Regions from separate parts of the Gasterosteus aculeatus genome. Here region 1 is linked to region 2. Evidence: chromatin contacts called from public Hi-C data. All regions are on one chromosome and are shown on one strand. The core of a region is the stretch at or near the end of the contact, and the rest is flanking DNA. Distances in the headings are between cores, read along the strand shown. Region 1 holds the start of asb10 (ankyrin repeat and SOCS box containing 10). Region 2 overlaps agap3 (ArfGAP with GTPase domain, ankyrin repeat and PH domain 3).

What was found. Hi-C and Micro-C count contacts between places; a contact is called where the count stands out from the background.
Region 1: a contact with region 2 is called in a Hi-C map of whole body, with 2.4 times the contacts expected there. The contact joins the promoter of asb10 here to the enhancer-like site in region 2. A contact is called at or near these places in 3 of 6 Hi-C or Micro-C datasets (skeletal muscle and whole body).

What each region holds. Positions count from the first base shown.
Region 1 is chr3:18,088,088-18,091,919 of fGasAcu3.hap1.1, reverse strand. asb10 (ankyrin repeat and SOCS box containing 10) reads left to right here and starts at 1,397. Exons shown (of 5, transcript XM_040172263.2): 1 at 1,397-1,854; 2 at 3,437-3,704. The coding sequence starts at 1,530.
Region 2 is chr3:18,038,519-18,042,360 of fGasAcu3.hap1.1, reverse strand. agap3 (ArfGAP with GTPase domain, ankyrin repeat and PH domain 3) reads right to left here. Exons shown (of 18, transcript XM_078099935.1): 9 at 2,533-2,616. Among protein-coding and RNA genes, the nearest start is that of LOC120813370, 19 kb to the left of the region's middle. Within about 2 kb of position 2,555, at least 1 of the 9 cell types and tissues checked has open chromatin away from gene starts, as enhancers often do.

The DNA.
Region 1 (3,832 bases), core at 148-2,647, 51 kb before region 2:
AACTCTTACTCGCCTTCAGTTTAATGTGGCATCTATTACCAAACTGTAACATAGAATAAATGACCTTGATTTCCATACCAGAACAGTCGTTAAGGTATAGATGAGAGGCAGTGATGCTTCTGCGTTTTCAAATGGGAAAGAAGGTAACACCTCTTCATAAATATCACGTATTTCTTCAGCTGTGGTGCCGACCTGGTTTTCCACAGCGCTCGCATGCCTTTTGGTGTACGCGAACACAGAGGTGGATGAACGCACATTCAAAAATCAACAATTTTATACATTGTGTGTCCAATACAGCAAATTTTAATAGAGAAGTGAATCACTCTGGAGAGTTAAAGGACCAGTATTTCTACCAGCATTGCAAAATGATGGTCCATCAGTCAAAAGAGATGTTTGTCAGATGCCAAGCTAGTAGGCTTAACAGGCTTAATTATGCGCCGTCCCTCCGCCATCAGAACGCTACACGTGGCGCAGAGTGACACAGCGGTCGCCAGTCATTCAACCTAATGTTCTAACGCAGGGAGCCATGTGGTTACATAAAATCCATTAAGGCAGCTTGAACGGAAAAAAAAACAGAGTGGAAAAATACATTTTGCAAAGGGGACACGATGAGGGCATTGTCATTTGCTCTTCCTGAAAGAAAAATGTCATGGTGAGGATTTGACCCTATCAAAAAAATGTTGTAAAAAAGTTCCTCTGTGAAGCGGAGGCAAAAGTTTTAAGATAAAAGGCCAATAAATGTTTTGAAAAAAAGAAGTCCAAATACGTTGGGCAAAATCATGGAAAAAAATATTATTAGGTCACAATTATTTTAAATGTTAAAAAATGTCATCAATTGAAAAAGTAAATGTTGAATAAAAATTTCAAAATATGTTACACTGGAAAATGTCATGGAAAAGAATGTTTTTTTTGTCAAAATTTGTTCGGTTGTTTGGAAAAAAGTAAAAATATGTTGTGTCAAAAAATATGGAAATAAAAGTAAAAAGTATTAGGTCAAGAAATGTTTTGAAAAAAAACTCAAAATATGTTTGGTCAAAAAATATGGAAAAAAAGTCATATCAGGTCAAAAAAAGTCATAATCTAGTCTAAATATGTAATGTCAAAAATGTAATGGGAAAAAAATATATATATTAAGTCAAACTTTAACATGTAATGCTATCTATATTTTTGAAGAAATCAAGCCTTGTCTAAAGATTCTACATCATTTCATAAATATATGTTCTATCGCCCCCTAAAAACAGCGTGTATCCTAGTTTATTGATACCTGCAGCTTGACAGACAATTCATGGCTGTAACTTTGCAGGAGGCAAAGGAGAGGCTCAAGTGTCTGCATGTGAGGCATAAAAATAGCGTTACTTGTGACACTGTAGGGAGGGTCTCATACCAAAAATATCACAGCAACTCACAGCCATCAGGCACATAGTGGACGTGAGCCAGGGTGAAAAAGAAACTACACCTGAAGCATAGATACAGGCCTATTTAAGCTGGCGTCCCTTATTTAATCCCACACATCCTCTTTAGACCTTAGCATGTCACGAGATAGCTTTGTCTTCACGTCCTCGGCCTTGCGCTCTTTCGAAGATGACGAAGACGTGCTGGAGAGACAAAAGTACAAGAAACAGCTGGCCGGCCATCACTTCAATCGCTATATGCTGAAGAAGGAGCTCAGGGACAGGGCACCGCTGAGTTCCAGCACTTTAATGCCACCAGCTGTCTGCCACGATTCGGTCGTCCAGAACGCTCTGTACACGGGAGACCTGGAGGCGATGCAGCACCTCTTTCCCCGAGGATCCACAGCAAACCTCATCGTCGAGCCACAGGGAGGGGACATGCGCTGGGTCGCCGCAGGGGACGGTAAGAGACAACATTTGTTGTTCATTAGAAATACAGCCGCAGTAGAAAGTTCAGTGTATCTAAACTTTTGACTGGTAGGGTAAAAATGTGTGATTTTGCACAGCAGTGTGGCTCTTAATTGTGTTTCCTGGAGATTAGCGATCCAAAATGAACAAAAGTCAATCGCTGCTTTAAAACTTTAACATGTGACTGCAAGCCGCATGTCACCGGCGCTTCCTGAGCCATGTAAGACACAGCGATGGGATATTTATAGAAAAGAGCACAAGGCGATATTTATAGCTGCCATCATGTGTCCACCACATAAACAAACTCAAGAGTTGGAGTCAGTTGTGGTGCATCACTGAAGACCGGAGACAAAAACATAAAAACTAACTAACTAACACTTTAAGTTTTGCATTGCAAGGTTTGCATTGTTGAGTAACTGCAGATTAATGGTCTGTAAAAAAAAAAGTTAAAATAGTAAAAAGGTTTAAGTATAATAACGGGCCTTTGCAACACTGGATGTTGCAAAAAAACATTTCAATTGTAAAAACGATGTATCTCCCCTGAACTACTTGAGTGTGAGAAAGTATCCAGTGGCCAAAGTGAATTAGTGGGCAGATGACCTGAAACAGCGCAGTCATTGGCTCTCATGCCACTGCACTGGCAGGGCTCCTCAGGTCAAGCAAAATACCACATAGCGTCTCCCTAAAATAGCCCCGTCTGCACAAACAACCATCACAAGCCGTTATTTACTCCAGGATGAAGCAGCCTGCTAAACCATAAAAACAAACAATCCAGTGAGCGCCAGCATGGCCTACGTATCACCGCCGTTAAAGTGGCACAAGCCGAAGAAGTACCGCAGCGATGTGATCGCCACAGCCAAGGCTTCGGGTTGCGTGCTGCAGTTCTGGAACTCCCTGATTGTTGGTGATGAGCTGACGGCTCTCAGCATCGTGGACGACGACGACTACGAGTACCTCATCGATGCCATTTACGACACCAGCAACATCGAGGAGTGGAAGAACTTCAGATTTAACTACAGGGGCCTGAGTGGGTTTATCAGAGCTAAATCAAACTGGCCGAAGTTTAGCCAAACGGTTTACGGTCTCTCTGGTTTGTGTGCGTTCTAGAGTGCTGCATGGATGACGTAATTTTGTAGGCCAAACTCGGGAGTGAGCACAGGTTTCCTGGATAAAAAGCCGGTGGAATTTTTCCATTCGGTGTTGGATTATTGCGGAGAGAAGGTCTGTGCCGATCGCACGATGACGATACTAAAACGTTTTGTTCAGCAAGCTAATTTTTGCTAACAAGCATTAATGATTTTTGAAGCATGAAAACACATGGCAGAAGTAAAAAGGTAACTAGTCGGAGTGATGGCGTTTCGTTGTCTAATTTAGCCACTTGTTGACTATGCTTCAAAATTCACGAGTGGGATGATTTCTGACGTATGTAACGGTGTAACACTTTGAGTCCAGGGAACGGGAAGTGCAAAAAAAGCTTTAGCTCATGTAACCATTAAAAACGTGCACAGCGCATCTGCTTATTTCCAGCGCTCTCAAGGGTCGAGCTCAAAGTCGACTTGACATCTCGCTCTCTGCAGGACTTTGGTCGCTGAGTTATGAGCAGGAGCTGACCACGCCGCTTCACATCACGGCCAGCCGAGGCTTCACCGACTGCCTGAGGCTCCTGCTGCAGCGGGGGGCCGATGTAGACCTGGCCCCCGGGGGCACCACCGCGCTGCACGAGTCCTGTGAAAACTGCCAGCCAGAGTGCACCAAACTGCTGCTGATCCACGGCGCCAACGCCAACGCCGTCACAGAGGACGGCTTGATGCCGCTGCACTTTTGCACAAGCCCCGAATCCCTCGAGTGAGTCAAGCACGAGAGGAAAGTCAACGTCAGTTATTACAGCATTTTCCCAAACATTATCTGATAGAAATTGTTGAATCAGGTCACTGGAGGAATGCATGAAATGTGGAGTCTCTGCACCTTTTGTA
Region 2 (3,842 bases), core at 1,306-3,805:
ATTTACTGATGTTTTCTTCTCCTAAAATCTCTTCATCAACTTTGGCTTCACGTGGCTGACGCTGCATAGGTTCTAAATAAAAATGTATAAAACACTGGCCGAACAAAATAAATAAAACCATCAAAAAAGGAAAACGGCTTTAATTAGATGCACATCTTATTTTACACGTCCGTGAGCCTTGGTTCTGTTTGAAAACATCGTGTCCAATCGATAATTTGCTGACTGCACAAACTCTCCTCAATTTAGTCAATAAAAGAACTGTAAACACATTTTTAAATGACGCTGTAATCATACAAAGTAAATGATGCGGTCACAGGGCCTCTGGCGACTTTATAATGCATGTTTTACAAGCAAATATGTTGCTCGGCGAAGCACACATAAATCTATACATGCAATCAGCGCCAGATTCATATGTTTATCAGAGCCGCGGCGCCGATCGATACAGCGAGGAGATCTTTACGCGACTCGTTTCCCTGTTGCTTCATCTCTCTGCGCTGCGTCGCACACGGAGAGGACTGGACGTAGCTCATCATCGTCCGCATCAAGTGATGCTTCGCCGTCAAACGGCAACACGTGTGCTTCCTCTCAGCACACACACGCACACGCGGACAGACACACACACACACACACACACACACACACAAAGAGACGAGTGTGTTCAGCGTGTGCGACATGAGGAAACAGGCCCGTCGTCACACAACACTCATATCTACACAGGAGATGCTGCCGTTCCCGTCTTTTGTCAGACGACCAGAGGGAAAATCTGCCGCCGCGGCTGAGTGATAGGCCGCCCTTTGTGACTGGGGGGGGGGCGGTGTGTGTGTGTGTGTGTGTGTGTGTGTGTGTGTTGGCTTTGGTGATGGGGCAGGAATGCCCTCACTGAGGAGGATCTGTATTGTTATCCTGCCTCACTATTTTTATAGATGGAAGGGGCGTGGGAGCAGAAAGGGGAGAGGTGGGGGGGCAGGGAGGGGGTCTGTAATTTGGCCTGATGGGCTGAGGGGGTAATTAAGCCCACATTGACACTTTGATCTCCTTGATTGTGCATTTGACGGCCTGGAGATGAGCTACTAGCACCACTAACCCCCCCCCCCCGCCCCCAGAAATCAACCCTTTGTAGATAAGGAGGGGGTGGGCTCTTGCCAAAAGTTGCCATGATGCTCAGGGAAACTGGCTCTGGACTTTAGAGAAGCCGCCCGCCCCCAAAGTACCGGATAACATCGGGGGGAGTTTACAGCAAACGGGAGAAAACCCCCCCAACAAGCTGCTGCTCACCTGCAGCTTCAGACAATCGCACTTAATAAGGATCATCTGTGTCACGAATCAAACACCGTCCGTCCACCTTCAAATCCCAGCTGACTTCGGGCGAGAGAAATCACACACTAATTTGTTCATTTTCATTTTGCGACGGCGTGAAATGCACGCGTGGCATCGGCGGCGGACTGACGAGGCGGTCGGTGCCGCGTCGGTTTCCTCGCGGGCGGATTTTCTGATTGAACGAGGAGCCTCGGAAGGGCCACAAGTGCCATAATCTCCACCGGACCCGAAGCCGTGGCAATTTTCTCCCGAAGGAAATGAGGATGTCGGGCTCAACATTTTCAAAAAGGACATTATCCTCCGCAGGTAAAGAGGATAAGATAGTGATGCCGACCCCTCAAAAGCCCTCATATAATCACAAGTGATTACTAATCAATGTGTCAATTACTTCTTTGGTGGGACCTTCGGGAAAGGATCCTCGCTCGCCGTGAGATTCAGCGCTCGACACTCAACAACTGCTCCTTTTCAAGCTTGAATACGTACAAGGGAAATGTGCTAAAGAAATAAAATAAAATACCAGCAAAAATTCTTCAAGATGGGAAAAATCTGTAACCACGTTGAATAAAATCAGTTACTGAGTCTGATGTATTTATTGTAGCACAACGTTATTACAAAAATACCTAAAAAAATGATGTCTATTGGAAATCTAATTCAAGGTTAATCGTAGCTGTCAAAGTGGATTTAAGCTGCCTGAATTAACTTTTATGCAAAAATACCACCAACGCACAATAATGAGCAATAAAAACAATGACACAGGGGTTTTATACAAAAGGTGAAACCAGATTATTGTGAGAGGAGGATTGGAACTGATGGACGTGACAATAATTATATATACTTAAGAAATGCTTTTTAACGTTGGTTAGGGTTTGTGTACACACACACACACACACACACACACACACACACACACACACACACAGTGAAAACACACATTTAATTTAATTTTCAAATGACTTTTCATCAATTTTCATCAACAATCGAACTCTTCAATGTCACAATTGATCTGGAACGTAAGAGTTCAGAAATGAGCCCGTTTAGTCTTTTTAACTCGAGTGATTTACACAAATAGGGAGCCGCTTTCTTTACATCTTCACGCGTAAACCCTCACTGGCGCCGCGTGCTCCGATACGTTGTATCACGTTGCCATCTAGTGGTCACATGAGCTCACACACACACACACACACACACACACACACACACAGGAGGACGGCTTACCTGTTTGATAGGTATGGCCCTCCCACTGCCTATGCTGTCTGTTTTACTCTCAACGCTCTTTGCTTGTTCACTGGCTTTCCGTGACTGCAAGAAAACAAGAAAGTCAGTCAGCAACGGAAGCGGCAAACCGACGGCGAAGCGGCGTGGGAGGCGTGTGTGTGTGTGTGTGTGTGTGTGTGTGAGGTGAGATGTGGGTGCGTGCTTGTGCATGATGGTGTGTGTGTGTGTGTGGGTGAGAGAGAGAGAGAGAGACTGCGGGTGAGAGGGGGGAGGTGAGCGTTTGCAGTATTTGTGGAGGAACTCGACGTTGCAAAATAAAAGTCTCAAAAAGAAGCTGGTAAATCAACAGACAAGCAGACCAGCGGAACAAACAGCAGTAACACCGACGTGCAACAGAACAAGAGACCAAACCAAGACCACGATAGACACATCTCAACACAGAGGAGACCAAGGACGACCACACATTGAGTCATGACTCAGCCCTGGATCCCCCCCCCCCTGAGGGAGGGGGGGGGGACCCGGATCGGGCCCTTAGTGGACCTGCAGAACCAACTGCAGTCGCGCTGACAAGCGCTCTGGCAGCAGGTTGAACACATTTCACTTCACATCAGGTTAGAAGGGAGAGAAGGGAAACGGGTTATTTCACAGGAGACTTTGGTTTGAGAAGCTTCCTCCGAACCTGCAGAAACCTGCTGGGACACAAAGTCACTTCTGCAAATGTCAAACAGGTCAAAGGTCAGGTTAATGAACAAGAACATTTCAAGTTTCAGGCCGTGCCTGTTTGTCTGTGTGTGTGTGTGTGTGTGGGGGGAGAAAAGTGGTTAGACGGTAAATATTACTTTATATGGAAATTGAAAATGAAAGTAGCTTCCCACCCCACAAACAAGCGCTGTGATACAAGTAGAGACAGACATGAGTGTGTATGGTCTCACTCAGAACATGAGAGATGTCCAGTCACCAATGGAGAAGAGGTAGAGTCCGAGTTCAAGTAAACCAACTCTGGGGTTTATATTTTTTCCAACAGTTTATTTTTTTTTAATGATGACTTGTTTAGCTTCTATACAGACACCATACAAAGCAAGTCACAAATTCACTTCAAAATATTCAACAGATTGAGCCAAACATTGCAGTTCCCACAAAATATAGGATGAACAATAAAGGCATTATTTCATATACTCCTTATATGTATGTACTTTGTATAGAGTACCATCGTAAATAAAATACAATACAAGATATACAGCAGTCTATATTTTCGTCAATCGGTTCATGATAGAAAAGCGATTATGCAAGAGCTCATAATCTTTGTACCA